Regions from separate parts of the Mus musculus genome. Here region 1 is linked to region 2. Evidence: chromatin contacts called from public ChIA-PET data. All regions are on one chromosome and are shown on one strand. Each heading gives the region's core, a stretch centred on a gene start, on an enhancer-like site or on the middle of the called end of the contact. The rest is flanking DNA. Distances are from core to core; before and after follow the strand shown. Region 1 holds the start of Gpnmb (glycoprotein (transmembrane) nmb). Region 2 holds the start of Gimap5 (GTPase, IMAP family member 5).

The links. ChIA-PET counts read pairs in DNA pulled down with a chosen protein or histone mark.
Region 1: a contact with region 2 is called in an RNA polymerase II ChIA-PET map of memory CD8 T cells, with 75 read pairs. The contact joins the promoter of Gpnmb here to the promoter of Gimap5 in region 2. A contact is called at or near these places in 2 of 39 promoter capture datasets (the 3T3-L1 cell line and stem cell-derived epiblast-like cells), 2 of 484 Hi-C or Micro-C datasets (CD4 T cells and embryonic stem cells), 1 of 115 datasets of contacts at active chromatin or transcription factors (memory CD8 T cells) and 1 of 9 other capture datasets (liver).

What each region holds. Positions count from the first base shown.
Region 1 is chr6:49,032,788-49,038,724 of GRCm38.p6, forward strand. It overlaps Gpnmb (glycoprotein (transmembrane) nmb), which reads left to right and starts at 3,731. Exons shown (of 11, transcript NM_053110.4): 1 at 3,731-4,005. The coding sequence starts at 3,936.
Region 2 is chr6:48,741,502-48,747,778 of GRCm38.p6, forward strand. It overlaps Gimap5 (GTPase, IMAP family member 5), which reads left to right and starts at 4,696. Exons shown (of 3, transcript NM_175035.5): 1 at 4,696-4,929. Gimap1 (GTPase, IMAP family member 1) reads left to right here. Exons shown (of 3, transcript NM_008376.3): 3 at 998-2,294. The coding sequence ends at 1,857.

The DNA.
Region 1 (5,937 bases), core at 2,481-4,980, 290 kb after region 2:
CCAGCAGTGGAGGGAACCTCGTGAAAGGACATGTCTACCCGTGAGTTCTTTTTCTCCTTTTTTGAAGATCCTTTTTTGAAGGAAAATTATGTTCGGACAGAGTAGGCCCAAAGCTCAATGAACCTTAGAAACAAGGGCTTTAATTACTCATTCATGCAGAGAGCCACTGAGCAGGAGAAAGCAGAGAACTGGGCACAGCAGATGTCTCTTAGTCATTTGCTAGAGCTTAAATCTGAAAATTGTGACTCTGCTCATGACACATGCAAAAGCCCACACTAGGGCCCTGCAGTCACAGTCACGAGGGCTGCCTCTCTCTTGGAGCTGAGCCCCTTACCTAGAGTTTATTCTTACCTTCCTACTCTGCCACAAGTCAAAGCTTTGTTTCAATGAGCCTGCCACGTTTGGGGGTATTGTCCAAAATATCCCCATTGCCCACCTTCAGGATTTTTTTCCAAGCCAGAGGGCTGGGTAACTGTGGTGCAGGCTAATGGTCCCCAGAGATATTTAACCCACAGGATCTACAAGTCTGTGACACAGCAAATACCTAAAGACGGGAATGAAGGTTGCATCAAAACTGATCTTTTGACAGGAAATGGTTCTGGAACATCCAGGTGGACCCCATGAAATGACAAGGGACCTGTAAGTCACACGGGATAGGGGATGGGGCGGGGGAATCAATGACAGAAGACTGAAATGTGAGAAAGACCCCACTGTCATTGATGGAGCCAGAGAGGGAAGGAGGTCGCAAGCCAGGAAGTGTAAGAAGCTAGAGACTAGGGAAGAGTCGGAGAAGTGGGCCCCTCACTAGAGCATGCTGACACTTGGTTTCTGCCCAGTTGAGACTCCTTTCAGACTTCTGGCTGCCAGGGCAGCGAGTTAATAAATTTTCATTGTTTTAAATCTCAGAGTTCTGGCAATTTATTAAAGAAAACTAAAGAGTGGCTATCTAAGTAAGTTACAGATCTGTGGGCTAAAGAGATGGCTCAGCAGTTAGGAGTGCTTACCACCTGGTGGCTCACAAGCATCTATAACCACCCAAGGGATCTGACACCCTCTTCTGGCCTCCAGACACATGTGTGTTGTACAGACATACAAGTGGGCAAAACACTACACATAGAAATAATTGTAAGGGCTAATGGACTAGATCTTAACTGGGTTTTGTGATCTCATTTTAAAACCCCACTCTGGACTGAGTAATTTCTAAAATCGGAAAGAAAAATGTTAACTGAGGAAGCGCTTGGGATGACCCTGAAGTGCAGAGTACTCGCCCAGCTCGTAGAGCCCCAGGTTAGCTCCCCAGCACCATATAGGTGTGGTAGCACACACCTGCTATCCCAGCTTTTAGGAGGTGTAGCCAAGAGGATCAGAAGTTCAAAATCATCTTCAGCTGTCCAGTAAGTTACAGGCCACACCCCAGACCCAGCAGTGACTCCCGGGTGTGGTTTCGGCCCCCTTGGGTGGCTGCTTCAGTCTCCACATCCCAGGCACAGCTTCCAAAGGCAAACAGTGGCCACCTGAAGGAGAGTCAATACGAGGTGCTGAAGGGCTGGTAGGGATGTTTCTCTAACAGTGCCTGCTGCCTGCCTCCCTCGTCAGAGGTCTAAGCAGAGCAGATGTAATTCCTGATAATCCACATGCTTCCTTCAGTGAATTATTCCAAAATTTTTACAAGATGATGTTTCTTTGATAAAATAAGGTATGAATATACCTCCTCAATGTCCTGGATCCTGGATATGTTGGCAATTTCTGATTGTCAAAAGCAGATTATCCTATGTATAGCTCTTTGGAATCATAAACTTCCTTTTAAAATGTTCCAGGTATGAGCGATTTACCTTCGTGAATGTTCGTGTACCACAAGTCTGATGCCTAAGGAAGTCAGAAAAAGGTGTCAGGTCCCTTGAACTGGAGTTACAAATGGCTGTAAGTCATCGTGATGGTGCTGGGGATTGAACCTAGGCCCTCTGCAAGATGAAGTGGAGGGAGAGGAGGAGAAGGAAAAATGGGGAAGAGAAGGAAGAAGAAGGAAGAGGAGGAGGGTGAGATGAGGAGAAAGATGTGGAGGAGAGAAGAAAAGGAAGAAGGGGAAGAAGAGGAGGAAGAGGAAGAAGAAGAGGAGATGATAGTGATGATGGTGATGATGGTGATGAAGATGATGATGAAGAAGATGATGTTCCCATTTCTTGTTCATTTCTGCCTAGTGGCTACCAACTCTGATGATGGGGCAAGGAAGGCACAAAGTAAAAGATAATTTAATTGTTGCAACTTCCTAAACAAAGACTTATTGAAGAAGAGCTTAATATCCAATTTACTTAAAGACAAAGATCACTTATCTAACCAAAAATGCAAACCAGAACTGTATCTGCGACCAAGGGTGCTAACACCTCAGGTGTTACCAGGAGGTTTGCCCAAAGTTGAAAACTTGTTTCAGTTTTTACATTTGCTTGGGGGTTGGGGATAAGGGCACATGCCACGGCTCTTGTGTGAAGATCAGAGGACAACTTGCAAAAGTTAGTTTCTTCTTCCCACCACACAGGTTCCAGGGATTAAACTCAGATCTTCAAGCTTGGTAGGTTAATGTCTTCACCTACTGAACAAGCGTACCAGCACAAAAGCTCGCTTTTCTGATTTTTTTACTTTTGTTTTGTTTTTGAGTCAGGGACTCACTCTGTAGCCTTAGCTTCCCTGGAACTTGCTAAGTAGGACCAGGCTGGGCTTGAACTTAGAGACATCCAGATGCCTCTGCCTCTCTAGTGCTGGGACTGAAGGAGTTCACCGACATGTTTGTTTATTTTACTTATGAGTACATGGTAGCTGTCTTCAGACACACCAGAAGAGGGTGTTCATTTTTAATTGAAAGGTTACATGTGTGTAAACAAGCAGACAGAGCTCTGTATATGATTTATGTTACACAAAAGCAGTTCTTTCCCTTTCTCCTCTGCATTGGAGACTTTTGCTTCTTTGTGGTTGCGTCCACTTCTGCTCCACGTGGTTTTCCCCCACAGGAGCTCTGGTCCCTGAATTACAATGGACTGTAAGTCACTGTGTGCCACAACCAAGACTTCTCCTGCCCAGAAAACAGTCTTAGGGATGTGTCCTGACAGTGAGAGGGTCACAGGGCCAAGTTTCCACAGTCTACAACCAGAAACAGCTTAATCACATGACATTTATGTTCCAGAGACGGGTGATTTCACACCTAATGCTTGCTCTTTGGCAATACAAGTGTGCTTCCCACAAGTCGCCTGAAGTTACTTGGAGCAGCTATCTTAGAGAAGTTACCAAAAATGATGCAGTTCGTTCTGGGCATTCTGCAGAGCCAGGTCGATATGCCAGAAACTTTAGCTTTGGGGTACATTTCTCCTCTGCTTGAAGCCCGTGGGCTGTCCCGAACTTGCAATTTCTGACATAGCATGCAATGTTTGTATGCATGCATGCACAGCACAGTGGCATTGACTGAAATGATACCTTGGATCTGTCTGTTCTGGGGGAAGAGAACGCGGGCTGTCCAGATTCTGGAAAGATGTTTCAGTGTGAGTACCGAAGTGACACAAAAGAGAAACCACAAAGTCCACCAACGACCAGGTTTCGTTTGGTAAAGAATGTCAGAACAGGATGTTAGAAAGCTCCCTTTAAGCTAGGAAAGATGGAGGGGGAGGGAGAGAAAGGGGGGAGGAGCAAATGTGGCATCACAAAATGAAAACACCGTGCATCCGAAGTCAATAAATAGATGCCAGGGGCAAGTGACTCATGAGCACGAGTTGTTAAGCGATGGAATTTGGGAGATCAAGCCACACTGCTTAAAACATCACATGATCTCCCTCTGGCCCCGTATTTCATAAAACAGAGCGGATCGCAGGAGGCCGACACTGTGACTCCTGGTGGATGGGACTGGGGAGTCAGAGTCAAGCCCTGACTGGTTGCAGGCGCTCGGAGTCAGCATGGAAAGTCTCTGCGGGGTCCTGGGATTTCTGCTGCTGGCTGCAGGACTGCCTCTCCAGGCTGCCAAGCGTGAGTCCCGTCCTCTCTGGGCGCTTACACTCGTTGACCCAAATGATGGGCCAGGCCCTTTGACTGGAGTTTGGGGGTCCGCAGACAGGGTCTGTTCCAAATGCTGGGAGTGTGTTCTTTGCTTAGGACTCACGGAGAGCAAAAGCCACGAGGCCCCTGGAAGCTTTTTCCACTCTGGCCAGATTGAGGCTGGAAGGGGAGGACAGCCTGTACCCCAGAATAAAGCAAGTCTCCCAAATCACCCTTATCTGCTTCCTGCTCACAGGGCGGAGCTCTTAAATGAGGCTCTGGCTAACTTTGCGGAACTCCCCCATCCCACCGCATCCTCTGCTCGCTGCAGGGCCAACTGCTGCTTCAGTGCAGATACTGAGGACTCTATGCAGATACTGAGGGGCTCCACCCTGGGCGGATTCTATGGCAGGGGCCCTACTAACAAAGCTTCCTAGTGAGTGGCAGAGGCATCTTTCAGTGTTGGACATACTGGTCTAGCATCCTTGTCCTGACCAGGGTGTAGCTGTCCTGTTCTTAGCGGAGCTAGTGAGCAGGGGAAAGAGAAGGCCCCTCACTTCCAGGGGCCGGAGACCAGCCCGGTCCAGAACCTTGCCTTACCCCGAATGTGGCCGCCTGGCTGGTTGCCAGGCAGTTCCAAAGGAGAGGAGTATCTCGTCACCCCCTGCCTTCTCTTGTGCAAGGCAGGTCCTCGGGTAGGTTGTCCTGGCTGGGGTGGATCCCAGGCCAGGCAGAGTGGAACCGCTGTGGTCCCTGCACCCAAGAATTGCCAGGCAAAAGGGCAAGCAGCCCAGCCCCATCACAGCCGCGCCCCGAACCAGGGATCCTCAAAGCCAGTGATGCCCCAGACTTGGGGCGTCCTGCCTGAGACTCCACCTCTGAGTTTGGATTTTAAACCCAGAGATGGCAGGCAGCGGGTTGACAAACGGAACGGCCCATCTTGTGTCTAGGTGTGGTGCCTTCACAGAGAGAGGGGACTCTGACCTTGGAATTATCCAGTTTCCCCAGATGAGAAACCGGGCCACAGGCCACAGAGAGGGCCAGGAATTCGCTCAGGTCACACAGAGAGCAGGCAGTAGGGAAGCATGCCACCTCTCCCTGGCAGTTCTTCCTGCCAGGGTTTGGGATAGGACAGACTTGAATATGTGCCAACTGCTAGGCTGGGCCATGAGTGAGTTAGCTTCAATAAATTTCCTTTTCCTCGTTTACAAAAGTGGGCTATAGAGTCTTGGGAGATCAGCTAGCAAGGGCACGTGGCCAGAACACACATTCAATGGCATTTTTAAGGACAGAGCTACACACCTCTGTTCCCCCTATCCCACCCTACCCCACTCCATACCTCCTGCCAACAAGTTATAATAACCTAGAGGAATAAGAATAGGAAAAGCCAGCAAAGACCTTTCACCCACAGTTTGAGGGTCGGTAAAACAGTAGCCAAAGCCAGGATAAATGGTTCATGTCTTTAATCCCAACACTCAGGAAGCAGAGGTAGGTAGATCTCTGTGAGTCTGGGGTCATCCTAGTCTACATAGTGAGTTCTAGGACAGTTTGAGCTACATAGTGAGACCCTGACTTGAAAAAAAAAAAAAAAAAAACCAACCAACTACCCCCCCCCCCAAGGAAAAACAAAACAAAAACCCAACCAGTAGCCAGAACTTGAAGGGTATGGACTTTTAATAGAAGTCTCAAAGCCCCAGGCATTCTTGGGCTCATCTTATACTGTACTAAATATTCCAGACACAATGAGCAAGCCCTGTAGGGGTTAGCAATCCATAGGAGGCAGGTAGTGAGCAGCCCGAACATGAGGAGTTGGGGTGAAGAGAAGGTAACCAACTCAGGGTTACCTCCACTCTGCCCCCGCGCCCCATTTTCCCGTTATAGTTTGCTTATTATCGGGCTTGTCTGGTTGTAAGTTGAACTTCC
Region 2 (6,277 bases), core at 3,446-5,945:
GTCTGCAAGCTGCTGGGATGAAACAGCAGCCCCTCCCCTGCACTCCCTTCGAACCACCACCACACCCACCCACACATACTGGGCCCACCTGGGAGCTCAGAGCTTTGACCAGCCTGTCACTGGTTCCCACAGCATGAAGGGATAAACCTACTCTGGTTTCCACAAAAATGACACGGGATGGGAAATCCAGTCCTAGAGTGAGCTTCACTCATCAGGTCCCCAGTGTTAGGAGGATGGGGAATTAACTGGGTATCAGTATTTGGAGTCAGGGAGATAACTGGGTGGGTAAAGGCTGCCAAACCTGATGAGCTGATTTCAGCTTCTGAGCCCACATGGTGGAGGGAGGGAACGGACTCCTGAAAGCCGACCTTTAGCCTCCACAGGACATGGCTGTTTGCCCCCTAAGTAAATAAAAGGTAATAAAATATTAACCACGAGGAGGGAGCTGGCTTGAGACAAGCGAGGAGAAAGAGGGAAGAAGATGAATTCTCTTCTCTAACTCTCGAACAACCTTGAGAAAGCCCCATGTGTCAAAGCTTTGAGTTGTGTCCTAGACTGAGCACTTCCTGCGTTTACACAGGGAACACGTGGTAGGCTGCAGCCAACCCCAATTGTCTAGGATTGAGGGGCTCCCCTGTGCTTGATGGTCCGCATCTCAGAGTGGGGGTTGGGGGCGGGGGAAGGAACCCTGGTGTCTCAATTCAGCATCAGGTCGGCCTGTGTTCAGGACCAGAGACCCTGGTGAACCCAGGAGTTATAAAGGAATATTTTGTGAAACGTCAGCAGGAGCATCTGCAGGTGCACAGAGAATCCAAATGCAGAAAGGAGAGACGGGGAAGAACCTGAGCTCAGAGAACCCAAAGCAGATGGGAGCACCAGGCTTCCAAGGAGAACAGGCAATGTGGGTCCTTCCCTTGTATGCTGAAGGCTTGAATACAAGTCTTTCCCAGAGGAAAGCCTGTGTCTCTGACTCAATGCTGCCACATCTGATCCTCAGGCTCAGAGGACTCCAGGGCCCCGCAGATGCCCCAGCTGAGGCTCATCCTAGTGGGCAGGACTGGGACCGGCAAGAGTGCCACTGGCAACAGCATCCTGGGTCAGAAGTGCTTCCTGTCCAGGCTGGGGGCGGTGCCTGTCACCAGAAGTTGCACTTTGGCCAGCAGAATGTGGGCCGGCTGGCAGGTGGAGGTGGTGGACACCCCGGATATCTTCAGCTCCGAGATCCCGCGGACCGACCCTGGGTGCGTGGAGACAGCCCGCTGCTTTGTGCTGTCGGCCCCTGGGCCGCACGCGCTGCTGCTGGTCACCCAGCTGGGTCGCTTCACCATGCAGGACAGCCAGGCGCTGGCCGCGGTGAAGCGGTTATTCGGGAAGCAGGTGATGGCGCGCACTGTCGTGGTGTTCACGCGCCAAGAGGACCTGGCTGGAGACTCCCTGCAGGATTATGTGCACTGCACGGACAACCGCGCGCTGCGGGACCTGGTGGCCGAGTGCGGGGGCCGCGTGTGCGCCCTCAACAACCGCGCCACAGGCAGCGAGCGCGAGGCTCAGGCTGAGCAGCTGCTGGGCATGGTTGCGTGCTTGGTGAGGGAGCACGGGGGCGCGCACTACTCCAATGAGGTGTATGAGCTGGTGCAGGACACGCGGTGCGCTGACCCCCAGGACCAAGTAGCCAAGGTGGCAGAGATAGTGGCTGAGCGCATGCAGAGGCGCACCAGGTTGCTAGCTGGGCTGTGGGGATGGCGGAAATTCTACTGGAAGGGCTGGAGGCGTGGTTTCTCTGTCTTCCTGGGTGTGGCCATCTTGATCTACCTGCTGTTCTACAGAAAGGGCTTTGGGGACCAGAATAACAGATAAAGCTGGTGTTAGAAGATGTTCCGTTTTTAAAAAAGAAATAGTTAGAATTCTGCTCAGAGCTTTAATGATTCACAGTGCAGTGACTTGGCATCAACTTTGCTAAGGTTCTGTTGTGTGAGGAGCGGGTGTGGCGGCAGTACCAAAGGCACCAGGGACTGCAGCTAAGTCTTATGGCTTGCACCTGACTTCCTCATACACCTGAATATAAGCCACAAACATCATGAGAGCTGCACAGGTGCACCAGGATACTGGTGAATCCATTTTGATGGAGATATGCCCCTGCTGCCCTGATTAGCTGAAGCTGCGTGCCTGGTGAGGTGGCGTGGCCTGCTGTGGGTGGATGGGAACTGAGAGTATATAAGAGTGAGAGGCCCAGGGTTCGGGGGAGATATAAACAAGAAGAAAGATGAAGACTGAATAAACTGCTGTTAGAAGGACTGGTGGTCGTGTCGTTCTTGCTGGTCGAGAGCTGACGCGACACTGTTGTGCTGAGTCTCTGTTTTAACTATATGCATTCAGAGTTTTAAAAATACAAAACGCTTCCTTCAGACATTTCATCATCCCTGTGGTCCATCCTTCCCTTAATATAATGAAATACACCCAGGAGCTTGTAAATGGGGGCAAAAATCACAGCGCAAAGAGAACACACATTTTCTTTTCCTCTTTTTTTTAAAAATAATGTTCTTACTTATTCCTTGAGAATTTCATATATTTTGATCATATTCTCTCATTTTTCCCGAGTCCTCCCAAATCCTTTCCACCTCCCTACTCACAAAACCTCATGAAGGCTGCCCTGAGGTATGCATACACCCAGTGTCACTTCATTGAAGAAAATTGATTTTCCTTCTCCCAGGAGCTATGGTTTGTGACTAGCTCCTGAGTGGAGTGGGACTTTGTGCCCACAGCCTTTGGGGGGATTTGTGTCGCACTTGCTCAGGTGTGGTGAACACGGTCACATCTACTAAAACTCATGTATGCACCTGCCCTGTTGTGTCTGGAAACAGTTTCCCTAAAGTCATCCACCACCTCTGGCTCTTACGGTCCTTCTGCCCTCTTTCCACAGAGATGAGATGAGCCAGCCAGGGATCTCCTTCCAGTGTTCACACCAAAGCACAGGGTCTAAAAATTGACTTCATTAATTAACATCAATAATGAGAGATGAGTCACCGCCTATCTTCAAAAGAACACTTGCCATGACTTTTGGAGGGTTTAATTTGTTCCTCTGTAAAAAAGATATCAAAGGTTCTTTTTAAAAAGAATTGTTTCAAGATGGACTTGATTGCACATGTCTGCTAGGAGGCGTAGGCAAGAGGAGCAGATGTTCCCCTCCCAGGGCCCTTGGTTCAACTCTTAGTACTGGGTGGTTGTGGTCTTCATGGGGTGATGTGAACTCTGGTCTCTGGCAGGTTTCTGAGAGACTCTGAGCTTTTCTGATGAGTTAAGAACCAAAGGTTGAATAAAAATCAAAATGGGGGAAAAAATCTCTTCAATGGGACAGAACCATCACTCGGAATTCTCTTTTCCTTTCTTTCTTAAAAATAATAAAAAAAATAATGATGATGATGATAATAATGAAACCCAAACCTCTTAGGACCTTTTGTTCTCCCTCTTTGCCTTTGCCTTGAGATGTACATCTTTAAAAAAAAAACAAAAAACAAACAAAAAAAAACAAACAAACAAAACAAAACAAAAACAAAAACAAAAAACTGTTTTGAGTTGAAGAGTGGGAGGATCTTGTGCTCACAGCAGCCTCTCTTTGAATTGCAAACATCCAGAACCTCCCTAGCACCCTGGGAATGTAGGGATCTAGCTTCAGCTGAAGCCTGACTGCAGGGCCCTCTCGGTTGCAGACCTTCCTCTTGCCCTAAGGACATAACAAGCTCTAGCAACTAGCAGGCACAGCTGGTCGCTACTGAGTTTAAGATAAAGGACAGAGACACTAATAAAGGATGCTGCTACATCTTCTTGAGGCTAAGGCTTTTTATTAGACTGACTCACACAGTGGCTTAGGCTGGCTTCTAACTCAAGGCAATCCTGCTGCAATCCCCTGACAAACTAGGATAAGAATAAGCCACCATGCTTAACTTCAGTTATGTCTTCTCTTAAAAATACAAGCAGAGGGCTTTATCTACCTAGCTTTAAACTAACTGTCCTTCCCTCCTTTCATCTCTCTTCCTTCCTCCCCCCCCCCCCCCACTTTCTGTGCAGTCTCTTAGAATGTCACCTCCCTAGACCCCTTGAAACCCTAGTGTTCACAACAGAGAGCCAAGTATACTTTCCTGACAATAGAAAGCATCATGGGGGAATTCTCTGAGATGAGAATCACCTTGCATAAGCCAGCACTGTGTATTATGTTCAAGGCTTAAACTTAACAGGTACAAAGGTAAAGAAATACTTCACCCTGCCCATCTGGACATTCCATAGGCGAGAAACTGTACAATGACCACCTATGGCTGTGTCAACAAATAGCAAAGAAGGGGTAGCCAGTACCGGGTCTCCTGTCTGAGCTTAGCTGCTCTTTGAGAGGGGGCAGTCCGGGTTCTCCGGGGCCAGTGCTGCTTTTCTGTCCCTCTTTAGGAGTTCTGAATGCAGAGCCTGTGACATGAGACCCCAGGAGCTTGGGGAAGTGCAGATGCTCAGCTTGGGTGCTGATGGGGAACCTGGGACGCAGCACTTTCCAGCCACACATGGGCTTTCTTGAAAAGGGTGGCTGTCTTCCACTTCTCAGGCTCCGAGAACTGTGCCCTCAACACCCCCTGAAGGGGAAATGAGTAGGGCCGGGAGGCTTTCCACAGGAAGTGGTCATTGACTAAAGCAGTTTCACTGTGTTCTGGCAAATGTTCAAGGCCTTTCCACCTACCCGAGGGGATATAGTCTGCAGGGCAGTGTGTATTCCGTCACCATGGGCTTTCTTTTCCTGCCTTCGGACTCTGGATTCATGGCTCTGCATGTAGCTGTTCTGTGAGAGCACTGCTCAGCAGGCACAGGCCCACCGCATACCTGTAAGGGTAAAGAGGAACCCGCCAGGGCGCTGACAGCCGCTTGGGAGCCAGGGAGCCGCTGTGCACTCGGGTGAGCTTGGTGTGTTGGGTTTCCTGGACAGTGAAAGAGCAGTGAATTGAGGGTCGGCGACAGCATAGAGTGGGACAGAGCCCTGAAATTTCCATGCCATCATCCCTAGGCCCTAGGCTTTCCATCTCACCATCTGCGCCTTTCTGAAACCCTCAGTTAACAAAGGTGATGGTTTTTTGATGGAGGAGTAATTAAAGTCCGAGCCACAGGCTTTCCCAAGCTCCCCCAGCAGGTGGAGCACATTTCTTCATTTTATCCCAGACTCCCCAAAGCCTACTAGGCCAGATAGACCTCATCTGAAGGAGGGCAGGATGAGTTCTTAAGGCTCTACAAGCCAGAGTGAAACCTCTATGTTCCTTCCTATATGGTCTAGCCCTTCCCTGAAAGACAGGTCAGTGAATTCTACCTTAGAATCTTGTCTGAAAACCACCCCATTCTTCATGGCCAGGTATCCCACACCTTCCCTTAACATACCCCAAGAAGCTGTGGTATGTTAACAGTATTATGTTTTAGATGTGTATGAACACCCTCGTTGTCAGCTGAACTTTACAGTAGAGGGTACTATTTCCAGGACTCTTGCCTACTAACCTGCCCTGTGACTCTTAGTACCTGGACATAAAGGAACAGGGGAGGGGCAGATGGGTGGAGCAGATGCGAGTGAAAATGTTTGTTTTGGTTTTAGTTGTGTGAGGAAATACACTGGTGCCACTGGAGACTTGTGGAGATCAGAGGACAGCTTTCTGAAGTCATTTCTACCCTTCTGCTTGGTGGAAACGGCTTCTCTCTTGTTTCTGCCACACCCTGGGCTAGCTGGCCTGACAGCCTCTGGCTGATTCTCCTATCTCCACAGGCTGCCTCACTGTGTATAGTGCTGGGATTACAGAAGCAGGCTCTGGTGCTCAGAGTCAAGTCTCCAAGCTTGTGCATCAGGCGCTTTGCCCTAGGCGTCCTTGTTGCCTGCCGGTACTTAACAAGGAAGACAAGAAAGACTCTCTCAACTTCCTGACTGAACTGTGTCCTCATTGCTTGGTAAAATAAATTGTCCTGATAAGCTGGCTTGGCTGTTTTCAGACGAGAATGAACATTTGGGTTTGTGCTTCTGCCTTCTCCTTGAGTAATGCCTTCCTGCTGACCCTTGTCAGTTGCCACGGCCCACACACTGCCCACACTGGGGAAAGTTAGCAGAACTTTCCCTTTGTAGACGAACTCTACCTCCACTCTGTCTGCCCACAGTTGTGTGCTCTGCAGGTCAACAGTCACATCTCTTCATGTCCATCACACCTCCTCCCCTTCCCTCTGTTTCTAGGCTGTTGACTGACTTCTCCTGTTTGATCTGTGACTCATTTTA